5 separate regions of the Mus musculus genome follow, and regions 1, 2, 3 and 4 are each linked to region 5. Evidence: chromatin contacts called from public capture Hi-C and promoter capture Hi-C data. All regions are on one chromosome and are shown on one strand. Each heading gives the region's core, a stretch centred on a gene start, on an enhancer-like site or on the middle of the called end of the contact. The rest is flanking DNA. Distances are from core to core; before and after follow the strand shown. Region 1 holds the start of Epm2aip1 (EPM2A (laforin) interacting protein 1). Region 2 holds the start of Slc26a6 (solute carrier family 26, member 6). Region 3 holds the start of Klhdc8b (kelch domain containing 8B). Region 4 holds the start of Slc25a20 (solute carrier family 25 (mitochondrial carnitine/acylcarnitine translocase), member 20). Region 5 holds the start of Map4 (microtubule-associated protein 4).

What was found. Promoter capture Hi-C pulls out the DNA fragments that hold promoters and counts their contacts. Capture Hi-C pulls out chosen DNA fragments and counts their contacts.
Region 1: a promoter capture Hi-C map of adipose tissue shows a contact between it and region 5, with 4 times the contacts expected there. The contact joins the promoter of Epm2aip1 here to the promoter of Map4 in region 5. A contact is called at or near these places in 1 of 39 promoter capture datasets (pre-B cells), 2 of 115 datasets of contacts at active chromatin or transcription factors (bone marrow-derived dendritic cells and thymic regulatory T cells) and 2 of 9 other capture datasets (adipose tissue and liver).
Region 2: a contact with region 5 is called in a capture Hi-C map of embryonic stem cells, with 2.2 times the contacts expected there. The contact joins the promoter of Slc26a6 here to the promoter of Map4 in region 5. A contact is called at or near these places in 1 of 39 promoter capture datasets (embryonic stem cells) and 1 of 9 other capture datasets (embryonic stem cells).
Region 3: a contact with region 5 is called in a promoter capture Hi-C map of pre-B cells, with 2.3 times the contacts expected there. The contact joins the promoter of Klhdc8b here to the promoter of Map4 in region 5. A contact is called at or near these places in 2 of 39 promoter capture datasets (liver and pre-B cells) and 1 of 9 other capture datasets (pancreatic islet).
Region 4: a capture Hi-C map of macrophages shows a contact between it and region 5, with 4 times the contacts expected there. The contact joins the promoter of Slc25a20 here to the promoter of Map4 in region 5. A contact is called at or near these places in 1 of 39 promoter capture datasets (embryonic stem cells), 1 of 115 datasets of contacts at active chromatin or transcription factors (embryonic stem cells) and 1 of 9 other capture datasets (macrophages).

The regions. Positions count from the first base shown.
Region 1 is chr9:111,270,482-111,273,181 of GRCm38.p6, forward strand. It overlaps Epm2aip1 (EPM2A (laforin) interacting protein 1), which reads left to right and starts at 1,364. Exons shown (of 1, transcript NM_175266.4): 1 at 1,364-2,700. The coding sequence starts at 1,480. It overlaps Mlh1 (mutL homolog 1), which reads right to left and starts at 1,127. Exons shown (of 19, transcript NM_026810.2): 1 at 928-1,127. The coding sequence starts at 1,043.
Region 2 is chr9:108,852,705-108,855,404 of GRCm38.p6, forward strand. Slc26a6 (solute carrier family 26, member 6) reads left to right here and starts at 1,339. Exons shown (of 20, transcript NM_134420.4): 1 at 1,339-2,130. It overlaps Celsr3 (cadherin, EGF LAG seven-pass G-type receptor 3), which reads left to right. Exons shown (of 36, transcript NM_001359572.1): 36 at 1-265.
Region 3 is chr9:108,451,433-108,454,132 of GRCm38.p6, forward strand. Klhdc8b (kelch domain containing 8B) reads right to left here and starts at 1,369. Exons shown (of 6, transcript NM_001359428.1): 1 at 885-1,369. It also overlaps a transcript of Ccdc71 not described here.
Region 4 is chr9:108,660,872-108,663,571 of GRCm38.p6, forward strand. Slc25a20 (solute carrier family 25 (mitochondrial carnitine/acylcarnitine translocase), member 20) reads left to right here and starts at 1,265. Exons shown (of 9, transcript NM_020520.5): 1 at 1,265-1,461. The coding sequence starts at 1,357.
Region 5 is chr9:109,930,386-109,933,085 of GRCm38.p6, forward strand. It overlaps Map4 (microtubule-associated protein 4), which reads left to right and starts at 1,389. Exons shown (of 19, transcript NM_001205330.1): 1 at 1,389-1,555.

The DNA of each region.
Region 1 (2,700 bases), core at 114-2,613, 1.3 Mb after region 5:
CCTTCTTAAAACTGGGACCCATTGTTACATTGTGGTGACTCTTAACTATAAAATTATTTTGTTGCTACTTCATAACTGCAATTTTGCTATTGCTCTGAATTGTAATGTAAATATCAGAATTTCACGATGGTCTTAGGTGACTCCTGCATAAAGGTCTTTGGACCCCAAAGAGGGCCTGAGGTCATTTATCTCAGTGTCATCGTTCTGAATGCTTTGTCTTTTCAGTGCACTTCTGAACATTTGTCTTCTTTGGCTTTCACAACCATCAACTGATATTAACACAAAGTCCTTATGTACACAGTGTCCTTTTTGAACTTATTTGGTGGTGTGTCTACTTTGGGGTATACTATTCACTGTGCCTATTAAAGGTTAAACAGTACACGTTTAACTTCTCCCCTCCACAACCTGACGGGTCTAAGTCTCAGATGCAGGTCTAAGTCTCAGACTAGGGTCACTCACTAATTTGACAAGAGGAGAGTCAGAAAAAAAGCCCCATGTCCTGATACGTCTGAATAAAACTCAGAAGAAACTGTGCCTTGGATGTGTAGGGATTATTCCGGGAATGAATGATAAACCTAAAATGGCACACTCTGAAGACTGTTTCTCTTCCACCCTTACACATTCACACATCGTCAGCCGCGCATCTTCGTTGTATGTAACGTGGCGGCGAGCCGCATACTCCAGGAAGATACCATTAAACCAATACCACGCGTGCTTCCCCTACTTGCGACCCAAACAGGTCTCGCGCAAGTCGTGAGGACCTTCGGCCGTGTGCATAATGGGAAACCAGCCTGGCACGCGCAGGGTCCCTGTGCCCGATGCCCCCACGGTCCCCGTGCTCGGTGCCCCGCACGGTGGCCGACTGCAGCAGGTGGGTCGGCCCGCCCCGGCTCTCAGTCGGGGAACTCGGCTCCGCTCCCTCCGTACCAGTTTTCTATCATCTCTTTGATAGCATTGGCCGGCCGCTGAATGACTTCCCCCGCCGCTATGCGGTTCACTACCGTCTCGTCCAGACGCCGAATAACTCCTGCTACAAACGCCATATTGGCGCCCGAGTTCCCAGTCAGCCAATCACTCGAGCTCCTCACGCTCAAGTTCTTCCTTCAGCTTCGGCCGACTGCAGTCCTGCGCCGTCTTCCCAGCGGCAAGTGCTGATTGGGCAGCATGAATGCCAGTCAAGCGCTTTTACACGTCAGTTCCTGGGATCTCTGTCCCGCTCTAAACAGCGGCCCGACACCAGGCTAGAAGGCAACGCGCTTGCGCGTCAAAGTTCACGGTCCGCTCTTCCTATTGGCTCATTTCTGAGAGCTGAGGGAATACGAAATCTCCAGCCAATAGGAACGGAGGTGCCCTGGCGGAGGCTGGTGCACCCCTGCTCGGGTGATCTGGCGCAGAACCCAGGGGGTGCTTGGCGTTCGTCGGGCTCCTCCCCGTTTGCTGCGGCCTCAGAGCTCGGCGTTCTCCTGTGGCCTCCGCAGAATGTGGATGACGCCCAAGAGGATTAGGATGGAAGTCGACGAGGCTCTGGTGTTCCGGCCCGAGTGGACCCAGCGATACCTGGTGGTGGAGCCTGCGGAGGGTGACGGGGCCCTGTGCCTGGTGTGTCGCCGCCTGGTCGCCTCTACTCGGGAACGCGACGTGAGGCGCCACTACGAGGCCGAGCACGAATTCTACGAGCGGTTTGTAGGGGACGAGGAACGCGCGGCCCTGGTCGAGCGTCTGCGGCAGGGTGACATGTCTTTGGCCGCCGTGCTCACTCCGGAGGAGAGAGCGACCCGGGCAGGCCTCGGCCTCTGCCGCTTCTTGGCCTTGAAGGGTCGCGGCTGGGGTGAGGGTGACTTCGTACACCAGTGCATGGAGGTGTTGCTGAGAGAGGTGCTGCCGGATCACGTCGGCGTCCTGGAAGGCATTGACTTGTCTCCAGAGATCACACGGCAGAGGATTCTGAGCATTGACAGCAACCTCCGCAGCCAGCTGTTTAACCGAGCCAGGGACTTTAAGGCCTATTCCCTTGCTTTGGATGACCAGGCTTTTGTGGCCTATGAGAACTACCTGCTGGTCTTCATCCGTGGCGTCGGCCGCGACCTGGAGGTGCAAGAAGATCTTCTGACGATTATCAACCTGACTCATCACTTCAGTGTTGGGGCTCTCATGTCGGCAATTCTGGAAGCCCTGCAGACAGCAGGGCTCAGCTTACAGCGAATGGTTGGACTGACCACGACCCACACTTTAAGGATGATCGGCGAGAACTCCGGACTGGTCTCCTACATGAGAGAGAAGGCCGTGAGTCCCAACTGTTGGAACGTAATCCACTATTCGGGATTTCTTCACTTGGAACTGTTGAGTTCTTATGATGTTGATATTAATCAGATCATAAATACCATATCTGAATGGGTAGTTATGATTAAGACCAGAGGTGTTAGGCGACCGGAGTTTCAGCCTCTACTAACTGAGTCTGAGTCAGAGCATGGTGAAAGAGTTAACGGACGGTGTTTGAACAACTGGCTGAGAAGAGGCAAAACGTTAAAACTAATATTTTCACTAAGAAAAGAAATCGAGGCGTTCTTGGTCTCAGTGGGGGCAACAACAGTTCATTTCTCAGACAAGCAGTGGCTTTGTGATTTTGGTTTCTTGGTAGATATTATGGACTATCTTCGAGAGATCAGTGAAGAACTGCAGATCAGTAAAGTCTTTGCTGCT
Region 2 (2,700 bases), core at 89-2,588, 1.1 Mb before region 5:
AGGCAGTTTCTGAGATTCAAAAAAATCCCACTTCACTGCCTGTGCCAAATCCCACCAGCCAGGTCCCCAGCTCTCTTTACCCAGACTGACCCCTGCCCTTGAAGGGCTGAGAGGCCTGTCGGTTGGGAGAGTGTCCTTGCTATGTCCTAGGTTCTGTAGATGCCCGTCTCTGGGGTCCCCTTCCAACAGTGGCCCTCTTTCCTGTCTGTGTAAATTGTTCCGTGAAGCCGCGCTCTGTTTTGGGAATAAACTTCTATAGAAAACACTTGTTCCTCTTTCTGTCTCAGCTGTTGAGAATACTCACCCAGGATGACCTTTGTAGGACTCTGAGCTCTCCTCCCTCCAAAATAGCCAGTTATTTTTAGCCCATTTCATGGGAGATTTGGACCAGGTTCCCATTTCTTTCTGAAATATGGCCTCTCACCTTGTGACTGGAGCCTGAAGTTGGAGCGCAGGAGCTGCGCCAAGAGAAGCCACTTTCCTGGTCTAGGCAGTCATATGAGGGTTTCCTTAATATCCAGAGGCTGACATTTGTGGCCCTGCCCATTAGTCACCCCAAACCTAGGCGTTCCCACTTCAGTTCCTGCTTACCCACCCACACTCTGGCCCTTACTGGTCTTTTCTCACTTGGATCAGGCCAGAGCTTCCAGACCTGGAAAGGATCCTGAGTGCTCCATTTCCAGTCTAGGCAGCCAGGTGTGAAAGTGAAAGGGGGGGGGGGGGCTTAAGAAGCCACCCATGGTGACAAATACCTTTGATCTCTTCTTTAATCCCAGCACTCACTAGGCAGAGGCAGGTGGATCTCTGTAGACAAGTCTGGTCTACAGAGAGTTCCAGGACAGCCAAGGCTAAACAGAGAAAACTTGTCTGGAAAAAAAGAAATGGAGGTGGGGTGGGGCTGGTCTTGAGGACCACTGTGCCAGGTCTCAGAAGGAAAAATCTGAGGGTGATACTCACAGCTTGGTGGTCCCTGAGAGACCCTACAGGCCTAGATCTCCCACAGTTGAGGCTGGGGCCCCTGGTTGCACACCTAGGCATCCAGATCGGTCAAGAATGTCTCCTCTGCATAAAGTGGGGACCTTCTACAAAGCATACAATTAGGTCCAGCCACTTAAGGGCACAGAGGCATAACATTGGCCAAGCGTAGCGCTGGGCCTTCGTTCCAGTCCTCCAGTCTCAGCAGAATGCTCCAGCTCCCAGCAGGTTAACAAGAATCGCAGGCAGGGACAGAAGCTAGGCCGACGGGAAGGAAAGGGTTAAAATTTTATTCTCCGGGCTCGCCCCGCCCAGAGAGTATGACTTGGATTCCACCCCCAGAATTCTGATTGGTCTGATCTTGCACATCCTAGCGGTGGAGCTTGCGGCCGGCCAAGTTCTGGGCCTGGCGCCACCTTCTAGCCGGTAGTGGCCTCCTGGGGGAGCTGTTTGAAAAGCGGTACACGAGTTACCCTCTGAGGGCCATGGGACTTCCCGATGGGTCCGGTGAGTTGCAGGGCGCTGCCCAAATTCCGCGTGCCCGCGAAGCGCTAGTAGTTCTGTGACTCCCGGCCTGGGTCAATTCAGGAAGGGAACCTCCAAGTCCCCGACAGGCATTTCCCGTCTGCGGAGCCTTAGTTTACCGCCTTGCCGATTTTCCGAAGGAGGTTATCCATCAACAGCGAGGGATGGGGGCGGGCTCTGGCGCGACCCCAGCTCTTGAGGGTTGTACTGAACGTCCCTGGAGTGCTAATAAGGGCGCTGCAGGGAAGTTGCTGCTTACCGAGGAGTCCTGGCACGGGAGGTGTGCCAGCTGGGCGCGTTGGGACTGGGAGAGAAACCGCTGCAAGACAGGCTCTAGCCAGGCGGTGGACCAGCCGCGGCCTGAGTCGGCAGGGTACTGTTCACATTTGTCGCTGCCGGCCCTTGTGCCCTCCCAAAGGGAGGTGCCAAGCATCAAGGCTCCGCCCTCCAAGGCGCGTGCCGCCTGGTAAGGGGAGGGAGCCCTTTAAGAAGACTTGAGAGATCTTGAAGGAGGGGAGAGGGGCCGCTGAGATCTCCTGGAGCCCGCGGTGCAGAGAATCTCTGAAGATCTTCCTTGCGTCTGCACTGCTCCCTCCTCCATTGGATACCCAGGTTAGAGAGTCTTCCCAGGTGAGTTCCTACCCCTCTGGTGGGATTCTCTCCCCTGGTTATAGCCTCTCCTAGATCAGAACTCACAGGTGATATCTTTCCCACAGGCTAGCCCCTCCCCCCTGCCCACTCCAAATTTGTTTCCCCTGAAATATATTTATAGAGAGCTGCATTCCATATGGAGGCACCCCCCCCCCAGATCAGAGTTTCTTCTGAGAGACCCCCTCAGATCCTATTCTCTGGTAAAGTCTCCCACTTCCGAGAGAAGTGCCTCTCCAGAGAAGTGCCTCCCGATGAGAGATTCCCACACCCCCGGTCAGAACTTGCCTGGCTGGTGAAAGCTTTCAGGGCAGAGTTCCCTCCAGGTTGGATTGGCTTCCAAAAGCTCCTGTTCCCAGGTGAAGTCTCTCTACTTCGAGTGGGAGCCTGTCAAAACTCCCTGGAGGTGAGAGCTTCGACCCTGGAGTCTTGCTGGACCCTGTCCTGAAACTGGAGGGCAGTATTGCTTACAGACCTCTGGTTTGCTAGTTCTTATCTGTCAACTCGCTCTCAGCCAACAAGGTTGGGCTCCTGGTGGAAAAGCTGGAAAGG
Region 3 (2,700 bases), core at 119-2,618, 1.5 Mb before region 5:
AGAAACAGATGAACAACATGTAGCTGAAGGCAGGCCAGGCCCAAAACCACTCGTGCAGAAAGACCCACACCTTTGACTAACACTCTACTGGTGAAGGTCCTTCTATAGTGGGAAGAATAGATTCCAGGTACCCAGAAGGCGTTCTCGGTTCTTGTGGGAACATGAGGGATTCTTCCCTCCCCAACCTTAAGAACTAGCAAATAGTAACTTGATCAATTTAGAGTGGAAGGGAAGATAGAGCCCAAATCTCCATCCTAGCGTGCTTCCTGTCCCAACAAGTCTTATCTCAGTGCTCCAAGAGAGTTCTGCATCCTCTACACACTGGCATCTAGTGTGCCTTCAACAACCTGGGTCCAGCCATCAGGGTCCCTCATCCTGTAGTCCTTACAAGAAGGATCTTCTACAAGGTATAACCATTTATATCAGCAAAAGGCCAGTCTCATATGCGAGACCCAAAGGGGCTAGACTCCAGGATTCCACACTCCCTTTGAAGTCCATCCTTTATGGGTGTGGCGATGCCAGCAGATTCCCTGCTGAGGAGGTTTTAAAAGGCTGGTGTAGAGAATCTCTTGAGCACAGGATTAGAAGGTCCCTGAGTCCAGGGCTTTTCCTGTAGGAATAAACGGCTGGATTCCTGACACCCCCCACCCAAGAGCACATTCCTTAGCCTCCCCTTTTGCTGTGTGTGTATCTCTCTGTGTCTATGTCTCTATGTGTATGCTGGGGGTCTCCACTCTCAGTCCCGGGATTTAACAGGGACGGCCTCCTGGCCCCAAACTTCCAACTCAAAGGAGAGTGGGGGGCGGGTCTGGCTAGTGGGTTTAATTAAGGTTCTATCCTTCATGCCCCAAACTTCCCCTGCGCGAGGTTCCCGCGGGACTCACCTGCTGGATCTCAAATGTCGCCAGGGCACGGGGTCCGCTGTTCCGCCTCCGCCTCCGCTGGCTCCGGCTAGGGCTGAAGCTGGGCTCTGGTGGGGCTCCCGCACCGCTCCGGCGTGGGGCGGGGCTGGACCGGGTCCGCCCCTCGCTCCCCCCTCCCCAGATTCGGGGAAACCTCCTCCCGCCTTAACTCTGCACATGCCACGGCAGGAGTAGGGCGCACCGACCCACGGTCACCCAAAATGAACAGACAGGCATATGGACATCCGGCCGGCCAGGATTTAGGGCTCTACCTGGGGCGATGATAGAAATGAGGCAGCGGCGAGCAACACAACACCGGTATGGTGGGATCGGAGGCGGGTGTCGTTGTGAGTCGGATCCACTCTGGGTACAATCAGCCAGGGGCTAGCCAGTGGAACCTGGGGCCTTTAGGGGTCGGAGTCCGCCCATCACAACTGAGCTTGGAGGTGCCAAACCACAAGCTTCCCAGCGGCGCCCCCTAGAGGCCACTAGGGCTGTAGCCTGGGCCTCTGGTTGGGGAGCCCAGCCGAGCTGTCCTAACCATGACACAAAGCAGGACACAGAAAAGATCCCTTAGTGTATATGGAGACTAGCAGCTTGTAGGGTGGAGGGGCAGACTGTACTAGCCTTGGGGCCTATCTAGACCTTCTTTATAGAAAAGTAGGTTATTTTTGCTTCGATCCGAGCAGTGGATGTGCACAATCAGCCAGATGCCAGGAGTCTCTCTGCCTAATGCTACTCTGGGGCTACTACTCAGAGGTTGGGTGACTGTTCATCTTCAGGGTACAGAGCTCATCTCTAGCCAACTCCGTGGTCATGTGATAGCAAACTGGTGTGACAAAGACTCCCCTGGAGTGAGAATTCTGAAATTTTGATTTCTTTTAACATCAGAGAAATCGTATAGGAATATGTTTTTGTTTTAATGCCAGGTGTGGAGATACGGGGCTGCTTCCCAGCAGCTGACTACGATTTGCCTGTGTTCTAGCAAAAGCAGGGTTTTGCCAGCTGCACATAGTTTCTGTGATTGTGTTATGTTTGGAATTCTGGGTACTTCTCAGAGGATATAAGTTTGAGAGCCCTGGGGGGTGGATGGGTGGTTGTTGGCCATCAGTGGGGAGGGGACTAGTTGCAGTTTGTTAGTTGTCAAAAGAAATTAGATTCAAGGACCTCTATTTATCTCTCCCCTCTATCCTTCTTTCTCTCCTATCTAGTGATAGGGGTTGAAACTGGGGGATGAAGGGTGGGAAAAAAACCCACAAAGTAGCAAAGACCAGCTGCATCCACCTACCTCTGATTCACACTTTGGCTCAGCCTATCTTGTGAGCATTCTGATCAGCCGAAGCTTCCAGTTGGAAAGCTTGTGTGAACAGCTCCTGCACTTGTCTGTGTCTGCTCATTGATTCCGACCCTTTTGTGTACAGTGTTTAGCTTAATTTTCCCAACGCAGATCTTGAGGCAGTGACACAAGTGTGTGTGGTTAGTGTAGGAGGTGAAGCCAGGAAGCACCCGCAGAGAAGTAGCAAGAAGACCAAGGAAAGCAGCCAATAAAGGAGGTACCATCAGTTACCACCGTGGGTAACTGCAACCTGGGGATTCTGGGAGGTGACTAGAAACATGGGTCTTATATTGTTACTGCTCCCAAGAACAAGGGGACCTAAGAAACCCACCTTCACATCCCCAGGGATCATACAGTACTAATGCCTTTGCATGCCCAAAATTCTGACTGTCCAAAATGTGGATGAACCCTTCTTTATGACTAAATAGAGCCTATAGCTCTCTCAGTGGTTGTCAGTTTGAA
Region 4 (2,700 bases), core at 15-2,514, 1.3 Mb before region 5:
TTGCTAAGGCCAAAAACATTAGCATTGTCCCGTAAGCCTCTCTCACAAAACTTTTTCTAAAAAAAAAATATATATTTACTCATTTTTATTTTGTGTCCTTGAGTCTTTGCCTCCATGAATGTATGTGTGCTTGGTGCCCAAAGAGGCCCAAAGAGGGCATTAGGTCTCATGGAAGTATAGTTTCAGACAGTTCTGGGCTGCTACGAGGGTGCAGGGAACAGAACCCAGGTACTCTGTAAGAGCAGCCAGTTCTCTGAGCTGCTGAGCCAGCTTCTGCAGCTTCTGCATGAGTAGTGAGCAGAATGAATTTCCGTTCACTAACAGGTCCTTCGGGTTTTCCTTTAGAAAATATTCACCATTGGATCGCACCTCGTTAACAACTCTGCTATGTGCTGGTCCAAGCCAACATTTCTACTCATGACCTTTAACTTTCTCCAGCCCCCTGGATTTCCTCTGGCTGTTTTCACCAGCAGTTACAGCGATCCTGATTTTTGTCTGTTTGTTTTAAAATCCGATCTGAGATTGTTAGTCTCCATCTAAAACCTGTCATAGAAGAGACTGATGTCCTCACAGTTCCTCCTGATGAGTAGTCTCCGTTTCTCCTGTCCTCACTGGCTGCTCCACCATCCCACCGCACCCCATTCCCACCCCTGTGGCCTGTGGTTTCTCAGATTTGACAACACAGACATCTCAGAGTTTTCAAATTTTCTTTATCTTCTGCCAGAAAGGTCCTTCATCCTTTACCGGGTATCTTTAGACAGGACTCATTTCCATGCCCTAGATCTTAATCCTTTGCCTTCCTAATGAGAGCTTCTCTTGTTTAACAAATTAGTTACAAATTATTTGTCTCCCACACTTTACTTCTTCCCGGATTTATTTTCCTATAGAGCCATTTTTACCATAGGACATATGCCATTTTTAACTTAGTCAAGGCTTATCAAAGACAGGGACCTCTATGGGGTACCTCCACTCTTCAGCACCTAAAAAAAAAAAAGTGGCTGTCACGCAAAAGGGTGTATGCGACCTCTGGGGAGTGCACAGATGCATAGGACCACAGAGGACCAGAGAAAGAAAAAAACTCAAGTCCAAGAAGACTTCCTGGAGGAGTAAGTCCCTGACAATCATTCCCAAGCCCCTCCCATACATCATTAGGGAAAGAGCCCCGCCCACTAAGGAGGAGGGCAGCCGGAAGTAGACTTCAGGGCGGAAGCCAGGCTAGTACGACTGGGCCCTCTTTCCGACCTGCCCACGGCCCCGCCCACCTGAATGTAGGTGAAAGGTCGGCGGAGCCGCTCGGGCAGCGGAGCAAGACCAAGACTGCCCGGAGCTGACAGACAGACAGACAGAAGACTGAGCATGGCAGACGAGCCGAAACCCATCAGTCCGTTTAAGAACCTCCTGGCTGGCGGCTTCGGCGGCATGTGCCTGGTGTTTGTGGGGCACCCCCTGGACACGGTCAAGGTGCGCGGAGTGTGGACGGGGGCTTGTGGAGGAATGCCCCGGGGCGGTGTGTGTGTGTGTGGGGGGGGGGGGGGGGGTTACGTGGAAAGTAGGGACCGCCGCGAGGTGCTGCCTTTCTGAACAGAAGTGGAGCCGGGCTGATGGATGCTTCCTTCCGTGGGAAGTTTACAGAGGGTTGGTATGTAGTTTACTAGGAAGCGCTGCTTTACCTAACCCGGCCAGAGGCTCTGCATTCAACTCCCTGGCACCTCAAAACAATTTTTTTTTCCTCTCGAGAATCAATACGAAATAGACAGAGGCTGTACCTCGCGCCCTAAGAGCCCTACAGCTCCTATTTCAAGGTCTTCGGATGGCAGTCTTTTTTTGAGCCCTGCGCACTTCTTTGGAGATGAGAAAGAAAAAGCTGCTGTCTGTGCCCGGTTAACCCTGATATTGTTATAAAGATTGGAACAGGTTATCTGTAGACTTGACCTCCCCCACAAATTAAGGACAAAGGTGGCAGAGATGTCCTTTGACACAGTCTCGTAAAGCCGGTGTGTCCCATAGCCTATCTCTTGTGCACTTTTCTTTGCCTGAAGAGGCACCTGGCCATTTACAGCCAGTCATTCACTGCAGGGTAAGCTGCATAGTCACCCCCATAGCAAGCAATGACCAGCCAGGCTCAGGTGTGGAAATCGAGGGGACCTTTCTCTCCTCAGCCTTTTATTCTTCCTCTTGCTGTACTCTCAGCCAGGTCTTGTGGAGACTAAAATCTATATTCGATGACTTAGCTCATAGATGAGCTCATATAAGCTCGTAGCTTATAGGTTTCTTTTTTCTTCTTCTTCTTCTTCTTCTTTTTTTATGGACATAGACCTGAAAGGAAATGACAGGTCATAGCCAGGATGAGCCTGTGAGAAGAAGACATGAGTCTTTTGTGTGTGTGGATGGCGTGTTGCTGGGGGCTGGAAGCCAGAGAAGATGTGAATCTCATAAAGGTGGTAACCTCGGTTGGGGGCTTGATAGGATGTCAGATCCAGTTTCCTCTGAAAGAGAACAGTATCCAAGGGCTCTTCCTTGGCAGGCTTGACAGCAGGCTATCTCACGGCCTCTGTTCAAAGTGAGGCTCACCACAGACAGCTCATCCCGAGGAGACTCTGTAGTGTTCATCTGTGAGAAATCAGATCCTATCAGTAGCAAAGGCTGTGCTTCTTATTCTTAGTGCTCCTAAGACAGTGGCAGGTTCAAGTAGCTCTGTCT
Region 5 (2,700 bases), core at 139-2,638:
GAGTGACTATTATCTAATTTTCATAAACGAGGAAACTGAGGCTTACCTTTCCTAAGGCTACAAAAGCACAGCTGTACTTCCTAACCAAGTTCTCCTGGTAACCCCTATATGCCTGAGTTTACAATCCTAGCACCTGGCTACTGAAGTTAAAGCCCCACTAGCCAAACATTGTCTTGTTGACACTGTGGTGTTACTAAACTTGCCTGTTAACATAATGAGAATGAGGAGTGCTGGAGAGAAAATTAAACTATTAAAGATAAGGCTCATAACTAAAACTACAAAGGGCACTGAGGATATATTAACCATGTAGGGCTCTTGTGATGATTAAGATATGTGGATCATGGAATAAGCATAAAGGAGTTGGGTATCACTATTTCTTCTGGACCAGTACTATGCACAGGCAATATAATGTGACCGTAGTGACACTCTAGAGGAGGGGGGCGGGGAGAGGAGAGTAGGAGGAGGTAATTTTAGCTGTGTATGGCGGCTCAAATTTGTAATCTCAACACTCAGGAGGCTGAGGCTGAGGGATTGCCATCACTCTGAGGGAGGTGGGTGATGCAAAGTGAATTTCAGGCCAGCCTGCGCTATGGTGGGAGGCACTGTGCAAAAAACCCAAAACAGAACAAAGGTGATCTTTAAGTTTTCAAGTAACTACGTTGAAAAAAGAAAAAAACTAAAAGAAACATGAAATTATTTAAGTTACTAAATACACTCCCAATTATATAATCAGTTTTTTCTTGTTTGTTTGTTTGTTTTTCGAGACAGGGTTTCTCTGTAGAGCCCTGGCTGTCCTGGACCTTACTTTGTAGACCAGGCTGGCCTCGAACTCAGAAATCCGCCTGCCTCTGCCTCCCGAGTGCTGGGATTAAAGGCGTGCGCCACCACGCCCGGCCCCATATAATCAGTTTTGCATTCAACAATGTTCCTTCTCAACTTGGTCCAGCCACGTTTCAGGCAGCTACTATGAGCTGCGCCCTCAGCTCCCAGTCAGTTCCTCGCGGTTAGCAGTGAACCCAAGGCCCCGCCCCCGCCCCTCCCAGATTACATCATAGAGCCCACCAGTCAGGGCCGGCGGGGCCCACTCAGGCCCACCCGTACGCAGGCGCGTGCGCCTGACACTAGCATCCTTTCTGCTGGAAAAGGAAGCGGCGGCCCTCTCAGAACGGCGGAGGCGGCCTGAGCCTCGCCATTCGCTGAGGCATCCGCGGGCGGGAGGCCGCAGTCTAGACCCCCGACGCGCGCCGCGCCAACGGTCCGCCACTCGTGCTGCTTCCACGGAGAGGGCGAGGAGTAGGGGCCGGCGTGGATTGGTTCGCGGCGCCTCGGCCCGCCCTTCGGTGGCGCCCATTGGCTGGGGCGGCACCCGCTGACGGCGAGCACGCTCCGCCTTCGTGCCGGCCTTCAAGAGGGCGACGAGGAAGCGGCCACCTCCCTGTGCCCCGCCCCTCCGGCTAGGTCTGTGGCTTCTGCGGCTCCTCCCGGCTGCTCCCGGCTCCTCTCTGCCCTCTCCCGGCTTCCTGCGGCTCCGGCTTGGGCTCGGCGGCGGCGGCGGGTAGGTGCGGCTGTGATTGAGATCGGAGGGTCGGCCTCCTCACTAACCTCCACGACTCCCGCCCAGGTTCTCGCGGTGGCCGCCGGGGACCCCGCAGGTCCCTCCCGAGGCGGGGAAGGGCGGTGGCTGTCCGCCTACGGGACGCCGGGGTGGTTGAGAGAGGGGGCCTGGTGGGGGGCCTGCGGGCGTGACCTTCGGAGTTTCTGAGACGCCTTCTGAGGGGACCGTAGGGGGCGAGGCGGGCGGAGAGATTTTGTATCAGGGCTTCGGAGGTTGTGGAGCCGAGGGGCTTGCCTCAGGCTGGGCATGTGCTGAGCCGGGACACTGAGGGTCGACTGCAGCCTGGGCCCTTGGGTGGGGTTCGGGATGCAGAAGGACGCCGGGGTCGTTTCTCCAGGCTTCAGGAGGGGCGTCCGTGTATGTGGGGACTGAGGCGAGCTCTGCGTGTCCCTTCTGGGGGTTATGGGTGGGGCCGAGGGGTGGTCTGGAGAATCCAACTCGAGCCCTTGTGTGCGTGGGTCCCGCACACTTTGGGGACTGACGCGCATCTAGTGTCTGGCTTCGGGAATGCAAAAGGGGTCACGTTAAGGGTGCGGAGTCCGGAAACAGGGACCAGGGCTAGCAGCGGCTGTCGGAAACGTTACTCGGAGCAGAGATTGTGGTTTATTTTAGCACCCGGGACGAGCTCTTTTGGACTGTTACTGTCGGAACTCAACTTTACTTGAGATTGCCTCCTGGGCGTTTTGGGGAGGGTTTGCTTATCTCTTGGATTGTGTAGATTAAATGCATTTGGTCTTTAGGGGAAGAGGCTGATTTCCCCACAGGTTTGTGTTTTAGGAATCCAGAACTCGCCCCCTCCTGGAGCGGAGTTGTAGCCTGTACTTCTCAGGCAAGATTAGTGTTACCCAGCCTTTTGCTGGAATCCCCCTTTCTCCTTGCCCTCCGCTGGTCCAGTTACAGAATTTCTCCCCAGGGCCTCTGCAGTGTTTCTTGCTCCCTGCGAGTGTCTCCCGCCCGTTTTCCTACTGCTGCGCTTTTGGCAACTGCCTCTGCTCTTTCCCAGGGATGGTTGTGGCATTGCATCAGGGGATATTTGTGCTTGTAATTTGCTCACTCAGCCCAGGAGGAGGGAGAATAGTATGGTG